2 separate regions of the Mus musculus genome follow, and region 2 is linked to region 1. The links are chromatin contacts, called in public HiChIP or PLAC-seq maps. All regions are on one chromosome and are shown on one strand. The core of a region is the stretch at or near the end of the contact, and the rest is flanking DNA. Distances in the headings are between cores, read along the strand shown. Region 1 has its middle 4.3 kb from the start of Gm20515. Region 2 overlaps Sox2ot (SOX2 overlapping transcript (non-protein coding)).

Region 1 (4,473 bases), core at 574-3,073:
GCTGAAAAGAAAGCAGCTCAATGCACTTTTGCAAATTACAGCAATAAACTGCTTGAATTAACTGCTTTATTACAAATATTTAATTATTCGGAGGGTTAAATATCCAACATTTTAGAAAGGCAAAAAATTAGCTACCGATTTGGTAACCTAGCTTGTTTAAAATCTCTCATGGTGGTGTGTATTTGCGTTTTTATTTTAAACAGTCCCAACTTTGAGGTGTCTTCCTTGTGAATTTAGCCAGTTTCCTTTCATTGTGAATGAAACAGCAAACACACACAGCTATCACTCCTGAGGTAAGCTGTCAAGAAAATCAAATCTGCAACTCATGAGCACCACAAAAGGCAGACTCTGTTTGCTTCTCTGGGAGCGGGAACACTTACACTGGAGGACTCCCGAGCCACAGAGGTCGTCAAGTACAACCCATTCTAAGGGACAGATAAAGTAACATGGCCATTATATTTAAACAGTTGCTAGTTAAATATTGTTTAAAGTATACACTCCTTTATTTAAAAGGGCCAAAGATTAAAACTGTACGTTAAAAAGAAAATTTGACAAATGCATACTAAGCAAAAAGCAAGTGTTCTCAGAGAGAAGTTTTTATGCCCCCACACAGAATTCTGTTCATTAATCCAAATGTGTTTTCCATTTATTAAATCATATGAGGCAGATGGAAATTATTTTTAAATAGATTTCTTAAAAAAAATTAGTAGGGAGCGTTTCTCCATAAAGCAAAGAAAAACATTACAATAACAGAAAACGGGTCAGGATGCGCCTGCACAGAGGGCATATCAAAGCGTGTTGTCGCCCGCTGTCTGTATCAGCAAGCTGACTGCTCAGGGCCAGAAAAATCTGCCATGTAGGTCCGACTCTTCACTGAAGCTCTTAAATGCGCGCTCGGAAACTACAAAGTGCTGAATATATTTTCAGTCTTTTTATGTGACGATTTACAACTCGTGACCTTAGGCAGTGTTATGCGCGTAAAACAAAATGACGAGACCACCCTGGTTCAGAGCTGAATAAAGGTAGTATAGAATCAAACTTCATTATCATTCAAATGTCAGGAGGGAGAACAACAGAAACTCCACAGTACATAGATATATAATTCTATTTTGCAGTTTTACTTTATAAAAATGCCCCCTCTTCACTTGTATTTTGCTATTAACCAGCTCAGAGCAAGTAGACAATTATCTAAGCTTAATGTTGAAGTAATAACGTGCTACAAACATTAAAACCCTTGAGGCACGTCAGCTGGGGCCTGTGGGGGATAAAGCCGCGACCAGTTGCTCCTCGGGCTGCCCACCCTGACGTTCAGGAAAATTATCGTTTTGCTTGATTCAGACCCGGACACTGGGAGCCCCTGACATCGGGATGACTGTGCTGGCAGCATGCCTCCTGATACCCACAAGAGCTGTCCCTGCTCTCTGTCCCATGAAAGGAGTCCTTGTTACTTCTCTTTGATAGCTGGCACACTGCCCCTTTCACAGACCCAACGAACCGTCATCTTGGATGTAACAAATTAGTACATTCTCAGAATAATAATAAGCGCAGGCATGAAAACACCGTTGTTTTTACTTGGAAATGAAGTAACTCATTTTAGCTGAGTGACTTTTTTCAGTGCAGCACCCCAGGCCAAAGAGAAAAAAAAAAGAAACTTTTTTTCCCCCTTCTGAAAAGAATGGTCAATTTCAAGAGAGATATGACACACGCTTTACTGTAAAAATCTGAGAAAGTCAAATTAATTGGGGGGGGGGAGAGCTTTCACTGTAGAATAATTAAAAAGAAAATTAGGGGCTCAAAGGAAATCCACACGTACCTAAGTGATGTGTCATTAGAGAAATAGGATCGGAGATGACTCACCATGGTACTCAGTTCTGATACCAGGTTAAGATGTATCTTGTGAATTTTTTTTTCTACTTGTAAAAAAAAAAATTAACTAGGAGTTAAGAAAAGATCCGGTATAATAGAAAACTAATTGAATGTCTCGAGTGTTAAAACACTAGAGAGTACCATGAGCATGTTTTCATATGTTAATAACCATGTCAAAATGTTCTTCCAGTTCTCAGAAACATTTCCTTACCGGTGAGGGAGCTTCTCTAGTCTCAGGACCGCTCCTTTTACTACATTAGTAAGAGAAAGCTAATGTTTACACATTTGCATATGGGATGAATCTACTTCAAAGGCGACCCACAACCACACGGGAAACACCTTTGCTCTCTCCCTACCTGGCAACCTCAGAAAGTCTGGAAAAAAAGGCCATGAGAACCTCTGTTACTGGATCTTCACAGCCGCTCCAGCTAAGGGCTGACCTAGGCTCCAAATAGCGAGTGTCCTTTTCAAATAGACGGTCAGTTGAGATTGGAAGAGCTGCCAAGAAGTGCGGAAGAATAAACTAAATAAACACTTATTTATACTCTTGTAGATACGGGCCAATGTGGACGTTAGTTAGCTCCAGAGGACGGCCTAGAGATTTAACAATCACTAATTTGTTCTCTGTTCTCGCTAGCTCTTGTCTCCTGAAATAAATGGTCATATTTTAATACAAAATGTACTATAAATTTATTAAACTTTCTGGTTCAGATGAGTTCAAAATATCTCATTATAAACGGAGACTGTCCTGAGAGGCAGTCAAGCATGATTAAAAAGATCACTCTTTTACACAAAAAAATAGCCTTCTTACTTTACCCTTTGTTGAAAAGACATTTGGCCAGCCACAGGGGAAAGACATAATCTACTTTTATATTCAAATAATTTATTTGAAAACTCCATGGCTACGATGACCCTAAATAATTCTGGGTTGAATATACATATTACATGGGTTTATGTGACCTTAACCACTGACTTGTTTTAATGTGCCATCAATGATTTTAGCAATTATTTTTTTAAAGGAGAAAGACACATTCTAACACTTTGATTTAAAAATTGCCATTAAATAAAATTATAAGGAAAGTACACGTTAAAGCGCAGTGTATTTCTGCCAATAAACCCGCACACCCAGAGTCAAGCTTGGGATGTTACTTGCTGTCCTCGAGCAGCACCCATCTCTCTGATCTGACTCACATTCCAATACACCATCTACCTGGTGACAACGTGTCAGAAATGGTGCCATCGCTATTTGGCTTTCATGGAGACAAACAGCACTTGCGGAGCATACAAGGCTTCTCTGAGGATCCGTTCTGTTTAGCTCTGGGCATTTGGTCTCAGCATCTTGATGATAAGGTTAGTTGTATAGGCTCCAGGCAACAGAGAACTTCATTTTGAAACCTCCTCCCCACCCCCACCCCACCACCGCCCCAGGAGCCAAAGAAGAGGCTAGCAGTGACTGTTTGCCCATTTGCTTTAAGACACTGTCCCTTTCATTCAGCTGCCCAGCCAGTGCCCACTGTTACATAACAGCAGAGAGTGGCGGTCCACAAAGCAGGTAGGACCCTCCTAAATACTCAGCTCTCTTATTTAGGGTTTTAAGAAAACAGACAGTTGTCAAGCAGCTGTACAAAGCATTTAGGAAACTGTTCCTACATTCTTAATTTCTTTCCTGTTTACCAGTCGCAACCAAGCCCTAAAAAGTCCAGAAAAGGAGTCCAGAAAGTTTTCTGATTTTTGCTTATGTTTTTTTCCTTCCAACTTCCCACGGTACGCATGAGATATACCCCCCCCCGCCCCCCTGCCACCTCCCCATACAGAAAACCAAAATGCGAAATGTGGACTTGTGCATTCCGGGCGCCTCCCCAGACTCTGCCCCTCTTCCAGCCAAGCAGAATGAGTATCTGGGCTAACCACACATTTCAGGACAAAGGAGCTAATTCATGGGGGAGGGGAGACCACACACCATTTATAAGGTTTGTTCAGTTTACAAGAAAACCATTGTCAATGCTTTGTTGATTCATTATCAATGACCCTCGTGACAAATAACAAGTGACCACCTCCTGGCTCAACTCTCCAGCATCTTCCCCATGCAGGAGCAGCCGGCCTCTACTGGGCTAATTGCTAGTCAAGAAAACTGGAACTGTGGGGACAGGAGATGGCTCTGATCACAGATGTAGCCTTTAGCTTGAAGATTTGATGGAACTGTGGTTCTGGTACATGGAATATCTCAAACAATAGGGTAGTGCTTGCTTTTACTACATGACTCTGCTGTGAAGAACCAAATTCCAGTAGAGGGAGAGAAAAAGCCAGGAAAGGACCATAGAGGCTTATGCTGCTCTATGCAGGGGCCACCGCCAGGATGTTTCAGTTCCTACAAATCTTCTTGTATCCCCACCTACAAAATAGGACTAAAGTATTTTTTTTTGTAAAAAAAAAAAAAAAAAAAGGGAAAATCACCTTAAAATCCTTTGTTGGAAAAATGTTATACAGAGAACGAGCATTATCTTCCTCGTCCATTGAACCTTTGTACTTTTTTCTCTGTCCTGAGGGAAATAATAAATTGACATATTTTCTATCATCAGAGATCCTTTTAAGACCACAATGTGATTG
Region 2 (5,066 bases), core at 1,405-3,904, 150 kb before region 1:
TCATTCTTAAACTTCAGGGGTTCCAGCCTCGGCCTCCTGGTTGCTGTACACACCATGCAGCCAGTGGTGGCTATAATATTTGTGAAATCTTATCTTGGGAATCCAAAGACAACTGTTTGCAGTTACATAAGTAATTGCAATGCACAGACAGATTTGGGCTTGCATTATTGAAGGTTGGGGAGGCATATTAATCAGGAAACAGAATTAGTGTAAACACACACACACACACAGAACAATTGCATTTCAATTATGATTCTTAGGACTTAAAATGCTTACAATTTTCAAAGCACAAACTTAATATTTTAGGAAGCATTTCATACACACCAGTGCAGCTGGTAGTGTTTGAAAGTCTTTGTGCAAACTGAAAAGCTTTAAGGTACAAGTTCCTAAGAGAACCTGATTTATATTTGCCCCTAAATTAGACATATTTTATAATGGGTATAATTTAATGGGTCTTTTTCGTGTGTGTGTGTGTTGTGTGTGTGTGAATGGGTGATGGAATGAATGTGTACATGGTGTGGATGTGTGTGAGTGTGTGTGTGTTGTGGATGAGTGTGTTGTGGACATATGTTTAGTGTGGATTGAGTTAATGTGTGTGTGTGTGTGTGTGTGTGTAGGGGAGTAGATGCATGTACTTGTATTTTTAAATTTACTATTATTATTATCATTTTCATCATCATCATCATCATCATCATGATGAAAGAGTCTCTTACACAAACTGGTTAGACTGGCAAGCCAGTGAGCTCCAGGCATCCACCTGACTCCCTGCACCCAGCCCTGGGAATAATGACATACAGCTTTACCCCCAAGCTTTTCACATAGGTGCTAGGGCTCAAACTCAGGTCTTCATGTCTGTACTGCAAGTGCTTTACTGGCTGACACACCTCTCAGCCCTCTAGTGGGTATTCCTTTCATATCTTAAAACATTTTAAGGCAGTCTTAGCAAGTGATCTAGTGAACTAGGCCTACCTCTGTTGAAGCCAAATGAGCCCAGCATCTGACTCGGACATATCTCTAGTCAGTTCACTCCACCCTGCATCCCGGTTAGAAGTCTCTCTGCAGCACACACGCCAAATTAGAGCAGATCTTGGCCCCGAGTCTGGGTACCTCTATATCCACAGGAGGAAAGTTCAGAACCTAGAGGTCCATCAATGCAGTATTAAAGGGTATTGCTAAGCTCCAACTGACATCAATCTAAATGGGACTATGACGCCTGATACATTTGTACAATCTAGGTCATGCATGCCTGATTGATAGCCTTTCTCTAGGGCATAGTTATCATTTTAGTGGTCCATGAAAGCTATTTCAACTGCTCTTACACCCATGGCCCAATACAGAGCCCCTGACTCGTTCTGTCCAAGGTAGCATGAGTAAAATCTCTGCCTTCTCTATACTGTTTGTGCACTAGAGGAGAAGAAAGCCATTTCTTCCAATGACTGGGTATATGCAGCTCTTTGGATGGTATTTGAAGATTGCTCTGTGCCGTGTGTGTACCTGGTCTTTTGACACTGAGACACAATGATCACATTATCATCTACAAAGTTCACATGAGAACAGTGCAATTGAGTTATGAAAAGAAAAAAAAAAAAAAGAAAAAAGAAACAAGAAACAAGTGAAAAGAAAAATAGCAAAAGTATTCCATGTCCCAAGTAAATTCCTAATATTTGTTGGGCTGTATTCATAGCCATGCTTTGTACTAGGTGGCCTTCAGGCCAGGGAGTAGACAAGTCTGCAAGGCACTGATTGTTCGTTGTGTGTGCATATTCTGGAGCAGAGGAAGACCCTGGAGACAGCACTTGTGTTCTCCCAGGCTAACTGTGCACAGCCTGATACAGACCATGAAAGGAACCCGGGAATACTAATTACACAGAAGGAGACCTATCGTATTTCATGAGGACAACTATACGTGCATCCTAGAAGCGATTTAAGAAGCTCCAGAACACCGGTCAGTGTTTGACACACTGTCATTCAGTGTTCAAGTGTGCAGTACAATGTTAAGTGCAACCATCTCTCTGTCTCTCTGATTCAGCGGCAGAACAAACTGTGGGCTGATTATCAGGGTCATCCTTGGGAAATCGACATGAGATGCTTAATTGTAACTCTGCAGATATCATCTGAATGCAAAGATAAGACATTAAGGCTTAAATGTGAACAAACCACTAAGACCAGAACACAAAATATAAAACCGCTATGTTTAAATTTTTCTTTCTTTCTTTCTTTCTTTCTTTCTTTCTTTCTTTCTTTCTTTCTTTCTTTCTTTCTTTCTTTCTTTTTTTTTTAATTCTCCTATGCCAAGAGTTTGTGAGGCTCTGACAGAAGTGCACATTTTGCCTGTAGCCTGACGCTTCCTTTGTGGGCAGAGCTTTGTTGATAAGTAACCATGACAACTGGCATATTGCTATGTGTGCCTTTTCTTTCTCCCTTCCTTCCTTTTTCGTTCTGTTTCTACCTCCCTTCTTTTTCTTTCTGTTTATTTTATTTTTTTTACATGATCGAGTGTCCTATGTGTGTGTATGTGTGTCATGAGCATGCCTGGTACCCACAGAGGCTGAAAGAGGATGTTGGATCCCCTGCAATTGAATTACAGGTGGCTGGGAGCCACCATGTGGGTAATAGGAACTGAACGTGGATCCTCTACAAAAGCAATGAGTGCTCTCAATCACTGAGTCATCGACCCAGCTCCTTGTGTTCATTAATTGAGACAGGGCCTTTGTGTCTTGCTAAGTAAGTAGCTCTGGTTGGTCCAGAACTCCCTATGTAAATCAGGCTGGCCTCAGACTCTCAGCAATCCTCCTGCCTCTGCTTCCCAATTGCTGGAATTGAAGGTGTAGTCATTATGTCTGCCTCTGTCTATGTTTTATATGGCTGCTTTTGTATTTCAAGGTCACACAGCTCAGTGGTTGAGACAATATCATAGGATATGAACAGTGCCCTCCCTATTCCAAATTCACATATTCAAGTCCTAGGGCACTAATATCTCAGAATGAGACCTTTAGTAACAGGATTGTGGAATGTGCATTCCTTTAAAGGATGAGACCACACTCACACTCTGGCATGGGGACTTTTGAGTCATTTAGACTAAGTCTCCTTATCCAAGGGTGAGTTTGGATGCAGACCTGCATTAGAGAGTAGGGCTCTTGTGAAGACAAAGGCAGAGATTGGGGCGACACAGACTAAGACAGCCAAAGCTCCATGGTTCATGTGGTGCTAGAGATGGAATCCAGAGTTCCACGCATGCTATTTAAACAGTTTACCAAACGAACCACAGACAGCTCTAAGAGATCTCATTACCAAAGCTCTAAAGCCCCAATGCACCACCACATTTCTTGTGGCTAATTCTTATGTGTGTGTGTGTGTATTCGTGTATACTAGTATTCAAGCTCAAGTTCACACTAAGGATTGGAATCAGGACCTCACACATACCACCCTCAGACTCTAATTCTTACATTTAATTCCATCAAGTTCACAAGCCCGAGCCTTACACTAGGATTCACCAAAGTGTCTAACAGCCAAGTAGGGCAGAGCACAGGCACAGCAAGTTGGGAGGTGCTCAGAGCAGGCACGGCTAGTTCGGAGATACACAGAGCAGGCACAGCTAGTTGGGAGGTGTGCATCTGTTTGCTAGGGAGAGTGGCTATAACAGGTATCACTGCCCGTGGGTTCTGCAACCAGAGTCTGGCATTTCAGTGTTGTGGGCTGAAAACACAAGGCAGTTTCCATGACTGTCCCCCAGCTTCTGCTCAACAGTATCCTGGCGAGCTTTGGCTGTCTTAGTCTGTGTCGCCCCAGTCTCTGATTTGTCTTCACAAGAGCCCTACTCTCTAATGCAGGTCTGCATCCAAACTCACCCTTGGATAAGGAGACTAGTCTAAGTGACTCAAAAGTCCCCGTGCCAGAGTGTGAGTGTGGTCTCATCCTTTAAAGGAATGCACATGCCTAAAGCGTACTCGTGAGACATAAGCAGGAGGATCAGAAGTTCATCTTGGTGGTGTAGTGAGTTTGAGGCCAGTCTGGGTCCATGAAGTCTTTCCTCAACCAAACCAAACCAAACCAAACCAAACCAAACCAAACCAAACCAAACCAAACCAAACCAAACCAAAAACCAAAACTAAAACCAAACATAAGAAGAAATGCTGCTGTTGCCTTTGCTGCAGGTGTATTTTAACATTGACATTTCTGTGTAACCTGAGTTTCTGTGTAGAAGGCCCCGAGAGAACAGTGAGGAAGTGGACCAGAGGCTTAAGCCTTGATTCACTCTGCAGCTGGGAAATTGAAAGGTTAATCATGCCACTTTGCCAAATTTACAATCTTCAAGTCTGTACAACATCCAACGTGGCTGTTTGGTAGGGCCCGGCTCTGACCTGGGGGGAAACATCCTGGCAGCTAGAAGCTCCTTAACACTCAAACTTTTACAGAGAAACGCAGTGCCTTGTGTATCAGTGAAGCATTCTGGGCCTGTCTCCTTGGAGATACGTCATTAAGTTGGAATCAAAGCCCTGGCTGCACGGAAATGTTCAAGCCAGGCAAGAGGACATTCGCTTTTCTCCTTCAGTTTAGGAAGTAGATAGGGATATTTTACCCCACTCAGAAATATCTCAATCCTTTATTTTATAAACAATGATAAAAAGGAAAGCTTATTTTCTGTTCTAAGGAGAAAGTACTCAGAACTTGAGAATTAAAAATATTTCATGTAATTCAAGGTAATCTATGCTGTTCCCTCCGAAGCAGTAACTACTTCTAAATCTTTTTAAAATAAATTAAAGTATTATTGCTTGATAAATTCATACATGTATGCAATATAGTATGATTATATCTTCCCCGTCCCCTCCATGAACCACCTCCAACTTCCCCTAGGGGGAGTTTAAATATTTTTGACTTATGACAAACATGACGGAAGAGCTTAGGTAAATGGAAAGTCACTCACAAAGTTTTCTCAATCTCAAGAAAGAGTCGAGGTAGCATTTAGGGACAAGGTAAGCTTAAAACCTTTGCTTCTCAATGTAGCATCTTAAGCCCTCCAGTGTCAGCATTGCCTGATGGCCAGACATGCAGGATCTGGCTGGGGG

What was found. HiChIP or PLAC-seq counts read pairs in DNA pulled down with a chosen protein or histone mark.
Region 2: an H3K27ac HiChIP or PLAC-seq map of neural progenitor cells shows a contact between it and region 1, with 2.4 times the contacts expected there. The contact joins two enhancer-like sites. A contact is called at or near these places in 1 of 39 promoter capture datasets (liver), 1 of 484 Hi-C or Micro-C datasets (embryonic stem cells), 2 of 115 datasets of contacts at active chromatin or transcription factors (embryonic stem cells and neural progenitor cells) and 1 of 9 other capture datasets (embryonic stem cells).

Annotation. Positions count from the first base shown.
Region 1 is chr3:34,440,866-34,445,338 of GRCm38.p6, reverse strand. No RefSeq gene overlaps it. Among named protein-coding and RNA genes, the nearest start is that of Gm20515, 4.3 kb to the right of the region's middle. Within about 2 kb of position 1,823, at least 73 of the 459 cell types and tissues checked have an H3K27ac peak or open chromatin away from gene starts, as enhancers often do. A contact at or near this core is called in neural progenitor cells, where this site is marked.
Region 2 is chr3:34,590,774-34,595,839 of GRCm38.p6, reverse strand. All of the region lies in intron 2 of Sox2ot (SOX2 overlapping transcript (non-protein coding)), which reads right to left. Among named protein-coding and RNA genes, the nearest start is that of Gm42205, 9.7 kb to the left of the region's middle. Within about 2 kb of position 2,654, at least 8 of the 459 cell types and tissues checked have an H3K27ac peak or open chromatin away from gene starts, as enhancers often do. A contact at or near this core is called in neural progenitor cells, where this site is marked.